Linked DNA regions of Pan troglodytes: region 1 is linked to region 2. A link is a contact called in public Hi-C data. All regions are on one chromosome and are shown on one strand. The core of a region is the stretch at or near the end of the contact, and the rest is flanking DNA. Distances in the headings are between cores, read along the strand shown.

The links. A called contact is a pair of places that touch in the nucleus more often than the background predicts.
Region 1: a Hi-C map of stem cell-derived neural progenitor cells shows a contact between it and region 2, with 5 times the contacts expected there. The contact joins two enhancer-like sites. A contact is called at or near these places in 2 of 7 Hi-C or Micro-C datasets (induced pluripotent stem cells and stem cell-derived neural progenitor cells).

What each region holds. Positions count from the first base shown.
Region 1 is chrX:69,923,595-69,928,635 of NHGRI_mPanTro3-v2.0_pri, forward strand. All of the region lies in intron 1 of NHSL2 (NHS like 2), which reads left to right. It overlaps RTL5 (retrotransposon Gag like 5), which reads right to left. Exons shown (of 2, transcript XM_009439262.5): 2 at 4,433-5,013. Among named protein-coding and RNA genes, the nearest start is that of RTL5, 6.9 kb to the right of the region's middle. Within about 2 kb of position 1,282, at least 7 of the 24 cell types and tissues checked have an H3K27ac peak or open chromatin away from gene starts, as enhancers often do. A contact at or near this core is called in induced pluripotent stem cells and stem cell-derived neural progenitor cells, where this site is marked.
Region 2 is chrX:69,711,215-69,716,351 of NHGRI_mPanTro3-v2.0_pri, forward strand. No RefSeq gene overlaps it. Among named protein-coding and RNA genes, the nearest start is that of CXHXorf49B, 150 kb to the left of the region's middle. Within about 2 kb of position 1,352, at least 6 of the 24 cell types and tissues checked have an H3K27ac peak or open chromatin away from gene starts, as enhancers often do. A contact at or near this core is called in induced pluripotent stem cells and stem cell-derived neural progenitor cells, where this site is marked.

The sequences.
Region 1 (5,041 bases), core at 32-2,531, 210 kb after region 2:
GCACACTACTGAGAGGAGGTGATGGCTCTCAGAGAAATGGAAGCCATCAACAGGGTGCTCGCTGGGAAGGAGCAACTCTGCAAGCTCCTGCTTTGTCTCCCCTGCTTTCCCTACTGTCCACACCTCCAACCTTATCTGGGGGGCTCCTAGCTCCACGTGCATACCATCAGTAATCAGTCAGGTCTCAGGGGGCCAGTCCTCTTTCCAAAGGCCATTGCCAATGCAGCCTTCATCTGCAAAGAGGACAAGTCCATGTTCTCCCACTGAACCATAGTCTTGCAGTAACAAATTCACTTTGGAGTCATGGACCAGCCTCTGCTCCCAAGTAGATCTCAAGCCTCACAGGCCAGTGGGGTCGGGGTTAGAGGGCCTGAGGGGAACTCAGAAGGGCAGGGGCTTGTCTGGGGAGTGGAGGCAGTTTCGCGGAGGAAGTGGTCTTGGAACTGAGGAGAACATTGCCAGTTGGAGTGAGGCCAGGAATGTTCATGAATTTTTAAGGGAAAGGGAATGGAGTGTGCAAAGGCCCAGAGGCATGCAAGGGCCTCGTATGTACAGAAAAGCAGGAAGTAATTCAAGATGTCTGAAATTTGGGCTAAGTAGAAGAGGAAAGAAGGATAGCATAGGCAGATGAGATGGCATAGATAATTAATGAGCAGATAGGGAAGAAAATGCCAAAAGCAGGTCTACAAGTCTTCCCACGAGGAAGGAGAGCCATTGAGGGGTTTTGTAGAGGAGAAGCAAGGCCAGGTGTGTGAATTCAAAGGCCCACGGCCCCCACCCCCAGGCATGTTGAAGGTGGACCTATTAGAACAGGTAGAGACTAGAGCCTGCTTCAGTAGCTCAGGTGAGAGAGGAGGAAGGGCTGAACTGTGGGTGGAGAGGTTATCAATTTGGGGACACTCTTTCTGGCAAGCCTCATAGCCAACAGGCCTCATCTGTATGATGCAAGAGGTGAAGGAGACCACAGTCGCTGGAGGCACCCGCCCTTCTCTAGCTTGGTCATGTGAGGAGATCCTACAAGGCAAGGCTTCCCCAGGCCGTGGGACCTTCGCCATGAGTTCACCTGCTGACATCTTCCCTTTTAGCCTCTTTCTCACCTGAACAGCCCACTGCAAGAGCAGAATAAAAAGCCTGGGCCCTACTTTCCCACACAAACACACCACCCCCACCCCCCATCAGGAGAGTTGCTGAGGCGAGGGGCCCCGCTCTACCCCATGTGTGGCAGGCAGGAAGGGGAGAGGGGACACAGGGAGCAGGTCAGAGCCTGCTCTCTGTCAAAGGAAATATCCACCCTCCTAAGCCTTTAAGAAACTGTTTTCTTCCAAGTAGGTCCCGCTGTTACCAGGGCAACCGAGAGCCCTGGTATTTGTGTTTCTGTCTTTGGAGTCCCTGGGGAGAAGTGGCCTGCCGAGCTTTCCCTAGTCTGGGCAGGATACAGGAAGTGCTGGCCGGAGGTGGAGCCCACTCCCCACCTCCCATTAAGGGGGTGGTCTCTTGCCTGATTAATGCCTGTCCTTATCCCCTGGAAGAGTCCACCCCCACCCTCAGGAGCCACTTCTGGCGGTCAAGGGCACAGGCTTTGGCTCCTATGGACCTGGTTTCTCGGGGGCAGAATTCTGCACCTACCTTGTGGCACATCTCTCTCAAATGGGTGTCACCTGCTATCTGAGGCAGGTATCCAGGAGGGGCAAGCTCACATCAGACCATGGTACCTGCTGAGGGATCGTCACGCATGCTATGTTTCTTGATCACTTACTTTGTGCTAGAACTGGATCTGTGGGTCGGTTCTTGCTCCAGGGAGCTCTAGGGGAAGGCTCAGAACCAAACTGGCCATTAAATGTCACACGGGCTAGTTAGTTCCCAAAGCTCTATGCTGCTCTAGGCTGGGCTGTGTTGGATGTTAGAATTGCCTAGGGAGCTTTCTAGATGTAGACATTCCTGGAGATTTTGTTTCCAACGGCGTGGGTGCAGGTGGGGAGTAGAGGTTAAGAGCATGGGCTTTGGATGTCAAACTGCTGGGGTTCACAGTCAAACTCGGCAAACAGGGCAAGTGACCTCAAGCCACTTGCCTGATTGGTTTCCTCACTTACAGAATGAACGTGGGGAAGTCACAGCTGTTTCACAGGCAGCAAGATTTTCCTTGCCTTCCTCCATCGCTCAGCCCAGGAAAGGGTTTTTAGGACCCTCGCCATCCTTGTCACCCTTCTACTGTCTTCCTTCCTTCCTTCCTTCCTTTTATTCTGATGTTTTCTTACTCCTGGCAAGCCAAAGGGCTTCTGTGAGGTGCAACTTTGTCCCCTTCCACAGGGCAGCCAGGGCCCCAGGTGGGCCCTGCCCATCTCAAGGATTCCACATTGCTATTGCAGCAGCCCAGGAAAGCATTGGCGCATCTGACAGCCAGGTCAGTCTGTGATTCTGACCGATCTCCTGTCAATTCACATCCTCAGATTTTCATTTTCACAAGCTTCTTCTAAGCCACATCTCCCCCACTTAGGCTTCTGCAGTTGCTTTTCTGAACCTGACTGCAGGATCTCAGATGAGCCCCTAGTAAAGGTCATTTCAGTGCATCCTTCCAGGTTAGGGAGAGTTTTTTGGCCCCTCATTCCCTTTTAGAGGACATCTTCTAGTCCTCCAAGCTTTGTACCACCTGCAGATGCCCTTAGCAGGCTGCCTCTAGGTCTCCATCCAGTGGCCCATTTATTCACTCACTTCTTCATTTATGTACCAAACTAGGATTGAGATTCTACTGTGTACCAAGTAGTGTGCTGGGCCCCAGGGACTCAACAGTGACTAGACAGATCAAGAAGCCATGGCCCGAGAGGGGATGAGACTCATGCCAGAGCCCATATAGAGTCAGCGGCAAGGCTGGACTGGAATCCAGGGTTCTTTTCCCCATTCCCACAGTGCTTCCTGCTTTAGGGTTGGGGCAAGGCTGACTCTGTTTGTCTTTTTTTCCACCTTCTCTGGCCATAACACAATCTGGGCTCACCTATCACTACTTGTGATGTCATAAGAAATCCCCTGGGTGCTGGAGACCTTGTCAGGCCCCCTGAAGAGTACCGGGGAGTCCTAGTGCTCACTGATGAAGCCCACGACCCCATAACCCTGTTCCTCCCTAGAAGGGGCAGTCAACCACATACTTAGAACTGCCACCTGGCTGGTTCCCCCAGAGCTTCCAGAGATGGTGCACCTGATGCGTGCTTCGTTGCTTTGGCAAAGACCCAGAATCCAGGCAGGTTGAGACTTCAAGCTTGTCAGGAGTCTCTCCTGGGAGATAGCAAGCACGGTGTATTTGAGTTAAGAATGTATATGGGTTTGGGAGTCACGAAGACCTGGAGTCCCCCATATGACCTAATATCTCTGAGATTCAGGTCCCTCAGCTCTAAAAGGAGACAGCATCACCTGCCTCACTTAATTGTGGAGATGAAATGATGTTGGCGAAAGTCCCTGGCACATGGTCAGAAATACCATGGTTTCCTCCCTCCCTCCCTTCCTCTTAAAGGGACAAAGCAAATGTGCCTCTGAAACCAGGGTTTGTTTCCCCCACGGGAATCCTGCAAGCTGGAGGCAGGGGGGTAGGACAGGGCAGAACTAGGAGACCAGCCTGGCCTGTTAGACAGCAGGGCCAGCAGAGTGGGGGCAGAGAGGTGCTAAGTGTCCCCAGAGCTAATGGGCAGCTGCAGGGCTGTGACAGAGCCACTCACTAGCTGTCAACCTTGGGCCAGTGACTTCTCTCTAAGCCTCAGTGTCCTCATCTTTAAGATGAGGGTAAGGGTAGTTCTTTCCCCCCAGGATATCATTATCAGAATGAAATAAGATAACAGATGTGAAGTGCCTGGCACAGCACTCAAAAGCAGCAGAGGCTTAATGAATGTTCCCACCCACTTCCCCTGGAAAAAAAAAAAAAAGTCCAATTCATGCTGGGAAACTTGGGCAAATCCCAGAATGGGATTCAGTTTCTTCTGACCCCACAGTCCGTGAGGAGCCATGAGATCTTGCTTGGAGGGCCTCTTACATGGACTGCTCTGGGGACTTGTGATTCATCACCAGCTAACTCACTGGTATCCCATAGCGCCACCTAGTGCCAAAAAGCGGAAGGGCCCTCCCCAGCCAACCTGGCCTCTTTCTCTTCCTTCACTCAAAGTCCCATGCGTGCCCGTGCGTGCCTGTAGGGCTGGGCCACCCATAGTCCCCGGGAGAACGAATGCTATTTTTCAAGATGCCCAGTGCTTCCACTTCCCTCCCAACAATTTCTTCCATCCACAAATGCACAGAACTGTAGGCAGGTCCCTTGAGCCTCACCGGCCCTTGGTTTCCTTGTCTAAGGATTTCAAGACTTCAGGGTAGGGTTGACTCCGGCAGGGGACCTTGGAAGCACCCTATGCCTACTCTGTACCCATCTATGCTTGCTCAATAACAAAGAGGCACAATCTTTACACACCCTTTATATTTTTATTGAGGAGAGAAAGCTTTAGCATACAGAGCAGCTTCTTATCTTCACAACACAGTAATGCAACAATAACACATGTATTCCAAAAGGGTTTCCTCCCGAGCCTCTGGGAGACCTTGGGCTGCCTTCATACCCCTGCATGCATCCCCTCCCCCCACCCCTCTTTCAACCCAAGAAAGCTCCCAAAGCCCACAGTTCCTCTTACAGCTCTTATGGCTGTTACATCACAACAAATATTGAAGATCTGGGAAAGGAAGGAAGAGGGTCAAAGGGAAGCCCAAGCCCCTCCTGCCCCAGAGGGTGGAAACCAGCTCACTGCTCATCTGCTCTATCCCTGGCTGTGGCTCTGAGGGTTCGGGGTGAGAAGCACCATGGGAACAGGCAGGACCTGTGCTGAAGGGTCCCTGGAAGTGTGGGTTTAAGGCACCCGTCCTTCACACTTCTCCACAGGGACATGGGGCAGCAGGGCCAGAGTGTTGACCATCAGCAAACAGGGTCCACTGCCTCGAAGAATAGCAGGTCCCCTTCTGGAATGCACTCTTGAGGAAATCAGATAAAATCAGCTGAAAAACAGACAAAATTTTCTTTACA
Region 2 (5,137 bases), core at 102-2,601:
GCTGGCGGACCCTACCAGAAGGAGGCGTCCCTGGGCTCTCTTTTTGCATAAACTATGGAGTGGCGTCCCTCTATCTGAATTAAGTCTATTGTTCCAGAAAATGGGTTTGTTTCTATTCATCCACTCCAATGGCTTTACAATGTCCAGGCACTGTGGGACTCCCTAGAGACATTGTCTTCTTGAACAGTCGAATAAGATATTTGGTTCTTTGGTCCTTATTTCCAAGCTCCTGGGTGCTAGAAGGTTGTATTCACAGCCTAGTCTAGCCCGTGCGTGGCACCGAGTACGTTTGGGAAAGGAAATCTAGATCAATAAAGTCAAACTATTCGGTCGGTCTTCGCTGGTTACCCGCTGGTGTGGGCGCGGGTGTGCTTGAATTTTTTTTTTTTTTTAATTATGAAGAAAAAGTTTAAGTTAAAAAAAAAAGCAAAAAATAACTTTAACCATCAGAACTGGGAGTGGAGCTCCTCAGGAGGACCGGGGCACACATTCTACACCGTACCTTACGTCCACCCTCACGCAGACATTCCTTCTTTCACGCTCCAGCTCGCTCTTTTTACTCCTACTTCCCTTTCTCCCTCTCCCGGATCAAGCGTTAATCTGCGAATCTCTGACCGCAAAAGAAGAAAAAAAAAAAAGGTGGGTGGGGGGATCCCGAAGTAGCAGAGCTAGGAGGAGGAGGAGGAGAAAAGAGAGGAGGAGGAGGGGGGAGGAGGAGGAGGAGCCCGGCGAAGCAGAGTCAGAGGGACTGGTGGCTCCGGCGAGTGTGCAGCCCCGGGGGAGCCGGCGCTCTAGGCGAGGAACCCGTCAGCCCGCCTACCCGCCCGTTGTCTTTGGCGCCCGCACGCTCTCCGGCCCGCGCCCAGGGGCCTGCTACACCCGGAGCTGGGGCCGCCGCTCAGGGGCGCTCGGGCCAGGGGCGCTGCTCGGGGTGAGCCCGCCGCGCCGCCAGGCTGGTCCCCTGCGCCCGCGCCCGCGGCCGGGATGCCGTTCTACAGGCGCACGGTGGTACCCCAGCGCCTGTGCCCGCGCAACCCGCCGCAGCAGCTGGCGGAGCTCCGCGACGTGAGCCACCTGGCAGCGCTCAGCCTGCTCCGGCAGCTCGCCGACCTCTGTGGCCACTCGTTGGCTCTGCTCGAGGACCTCGAGGGGCACCTGCTGGCCCTGGGGCGCCGCACAGACAGCCTGTACCGGCGCACCGTGCGCCTCCGCCGCCGCCTTCCCTGCCGCCTGCTTGGCCCGGAGGAGGACGAGGAAGAGCTAGGTAAAAACGGCGCCCCGGTGGCTCGCGGCCCCGCGTCTACCCCGCCTCTAGGGGCGCCGGTCGGCGCTTAGCGCTGTGCCCACCCTCTCCCCGCCTCTCTCCGCCCCTCCCCTCCCCTCCATTCGGGGAGTGAGGGGATCCCATTTCCCCGACCCCCGCCTCCGCCCCACCGTCGCCCTACCGCTGGAACTTCCTGCTCTTGGACCCGGTCGCGCCGTCCGGAGTGGCCCCGTGCCCTTGGGACTCCCGACCCTGGGGTTGGTGGCCGCCTCCTGGGGTTTTGGCTGGGGACGCGCTGGGTCCAGGACGGCTTGGGCGATACTCCCCCTACCCGCCCACCTAGCCCCAGGCCCTCGGCGCCGTCCTCATCGCCGCGTCGGGAGCTAAATGGCCGAGCCGCTGGCTTCTTTGCTCCTGTCTAGGAGCTCGGCCACTTCAGAAAGCGCGCCGCAGCCGACCGCAACCTACGCGGCGGCAGGAGCCGGCGGTGGTGCCTACAGGCTTTAAACCTGTGCAACTTCCCGCTGGAGCGTGGACGCGGCTCCCACTCACAGGAGTGTCTGAGCGTCCTCCCGCTTGCTTCTCTCCGCACGTTTTGGGCCGCTGTGCTGGGGAGTGGCCGGGAGGGGGGAGGGGAGAATGTCCGGGGCTTTGCTGACCCCCTACCCACTACCGCTAGGGTCTGGCTGTTATTTGCTGGAGAGAATCATTTAAAGAAACTATCATCAGTTTCCTGAAGCGCATTCACTTTAGGAATCAGCCATGCCTGAGAAACACCAGGTTTCAGTGGTGCCCTCACTGAGCACGCGGGACGTGTGAGAGGGTAGGGGGGCTACGCGAGCCCTTGTCCTTTACTGTTTTGGATCCCAGCACTTTACACGGGGAATCCTCTGTCTGTGGAAATGCAGTGCCCCTGAGACTGTGGGACTTCTGCTGAAAGCAAGGGGACTGAGTAGGCTGGAAATGCTGACTACAGCTGGGGCATGCCAGGTACCAGGGCCAATCGGTTCCTCCAGAAAGCTGGGGAGAGAAGGAGCAGTGTGGCCAGAAAGTTTCCGATGGAGGCAGAAGATGACTGCTGGCTGATTTCTGAGTGCAAGCTTCCAGCTAACTTGGGAAAGAATTGCCTGGGCCAGCCCCTCTTCATTGCAGACCCCACCCCATCCCCACCCCTTCCAGAAGGACTGGAGTCAGGCCCTGGCACCTCTCTTCATAAAGGTCTCTGACCTCTGAGGTAGATGGCAGAGGTCTCTGGTGGAGATAAATGAACTGAGTCCTATTGGAAAAGAAAGGTGGAAGCCACAGATGACTGCCAGATGGAATGTAGACGTTGGACCAGGAGCCTCTGCATGGCAGGGGCTCAGTTTTTTGCTGGGGTCCCACTGATTACAGGATTAGTCTAGGAGAAATTTGATAAGTCAGCTTGAGGAGTAGTTTTCAAAATCCCTACACAGTTTGCAGAGAGCCACCTACTGAGTTCAGTAGGGTAAGTTAAGGACAGTTTTTTCAACTCTACCTTCCTGTCCACTGAATTAGCAAGCCCTTTCCGTGGGAGGGAAGGCAGGGCTTCACCAAGTCACCTTTGGGACCTAACCCTCTCCGGTGATCTGCTAGGTTAGAAAGAGATGGCTTTATGCAATGGATAGCTTGCAATGGAGAGGAACAATTGTTAAGTTAAATTACCACTGGTTTGGCTTCTTGGCAGTTTTCAAGAGCAGGAAGAGTGGCCATCTCTCATCCCTGGTGTGGCCTCTTGCTTTTGAGAATGTACATGTCCCATGGCTCAGAGGCACCCAAAGGACTCTTGCATAAATGGAACACAGCTACCTTCTGTAAGTTGGTGAAAAGGTCTGATTTTCCATTTTCTGGTCTAATGCCCTACCCTAGACTCCCCTTGAAGTTCTCAGTGCACACTTTTCTCTTCAGGAGCTGTGATTGGGTAGCACTGAAATTAGGCCTTCTCAGCAATGGTCTGAACATAAGTGCCAAATGCAAAGAGAGTTGGGGAGCATAATCAGTGCACCATCTGGCCACTCCCTTGTCGCTCAGGCATAAGCTTCAACAGGGTGTTTAGCAAGCCGAATATTAGATTTTGACCGTAAATAAGTAAATAAATGAACATTGTCATGTCTTGCCCTTTTTTCTTCCCTATGCGTTTTCCTCCTAGGATTCCCACTCCCTTACTGACCATTTTGCTGGGGGTCAGCATTTTACCCTGCATATCCTCCATCTGTCTGGATTGCCCTCAGATTCTTCCTCTAGCTATTTATTTTGACCATGGGGCAGGAGAAACCTGGGAAGGTGGGAGGAAGTTTGGAAAGCAACATGGCCAGAGTGAATGACAGCTGACAGGCCAGCAGTATATAGCTTCCCTGCAGTGACAACTTGGCTGCCACTGACTGAGTAGTGGCAAGTCAGACTGGCCCATAGCCTGCAGGCTGGGCTGGGGCCCTGAGAAGCAGCAGGGAGAGGACAGAGAGAGGAGGAGCGAGATAGAGGAGGAGAAAGTGGATGCTGAAGAAGTTGAAGGTGCTTCTCTACACAATCACAATCATGGGTCATGCCCCCACCATCTTCAAGGTTACAGGGGTGGACTGGGCTAGGCTAGTTGCCTCGCAACATCCCACCCACTCCACTGAAGGCTGTTCTTTGGTAACTTGAACCCCTTTGAGACTGCCCTAAAAGCTCTTGTAACTGGTATGGTGTGGGAGATGGGGATGGAAGGAGGAGAGGGTAGACCACAGGACTGCCGAAGGCCCCTGTGGTTGTGTATCTGTGGCAGTTGCCACACCCTAGGCATGGCCCTGCCTATAAGTTGAGGTTTTCCCCACATCTGGTTTTGAATGTGTCCTGTTTTATGGCATCTGTGGCCTGTACACTGGGTTCTTCATCTAAAAAATGGTGTAGTCAAAGCCATTGGGAAATAGCTCCATGCCTGCCAGCATATGCTGAGTCAATCTAAGCTTTCCAACTTCTCCCTTGGAGATCTATATAATGTTTGTAGGTGCTTAGATGATAATTACAAAAGCAATCAGGCCATCCGCCTAGGGATATAATATCTCCTTTGCCATCAAGGAAGTCACTGAAGGGCTAGATTATTCTAGGTATGTTTAATAACACTGGAAAACTATCATGTTACACTAGCTCATGAACTTGCTGTGGAAAAGATGTTCTGTTGCTTCTTACAATTATTTTGGCTTGAATACAGCCAGTTGGGTCCATGGTGAAAACTCCCTCTTCATCTTTATGTAAAATTCCTACTTCTTGATTTTCCAACTTTATGGCAACTCTGGCTCCAAATCAGAAAGGACAGCTGGTTTATTTGTGTTTAAATCATAATTCCAGTGTGAGGATAGACTGTTGTAAATCTATACGGAGATGAAAAAATGAAAAAAGCACCTCCAGACTGCGATGAGTTTGCCATTAGATGAGGTGTTGTGGACCCTGAGTCTGACCGTCCTTGCTAATGAAGATGAGTCAGATGGAGTGGGGAGGGTGGCAGGAATTTGGGGACTTGGAACAGGCACTCAGCCAGGGCTTACTTTGTCTCTGTGGTACGTTTCATCCCGAGGCTCTTGGGACAGAGGGTTGACAGAGTATGGAGGGGGAAGCAAACCCATTTTCTTTTCTCTTCCCACCCCACCCTGCTTTCCATTTTCTTTTTAAATACCATGAAATTCCTGGTCTGATTCATGGTATTTCCATGTGTTGAAAACATCTTCCCTGGAAATTTGGATACCAAAATGTCCACTAGAATTTCTTCCACTTTAGAAACAAGACATTTAATCTTCTCTTTTTTAAGACACATGAATAGCTAAAGTGATAAAAGTGTCAGGATGTTGGAATAGTAGAGTAATAGGAGAAGATTCAAGT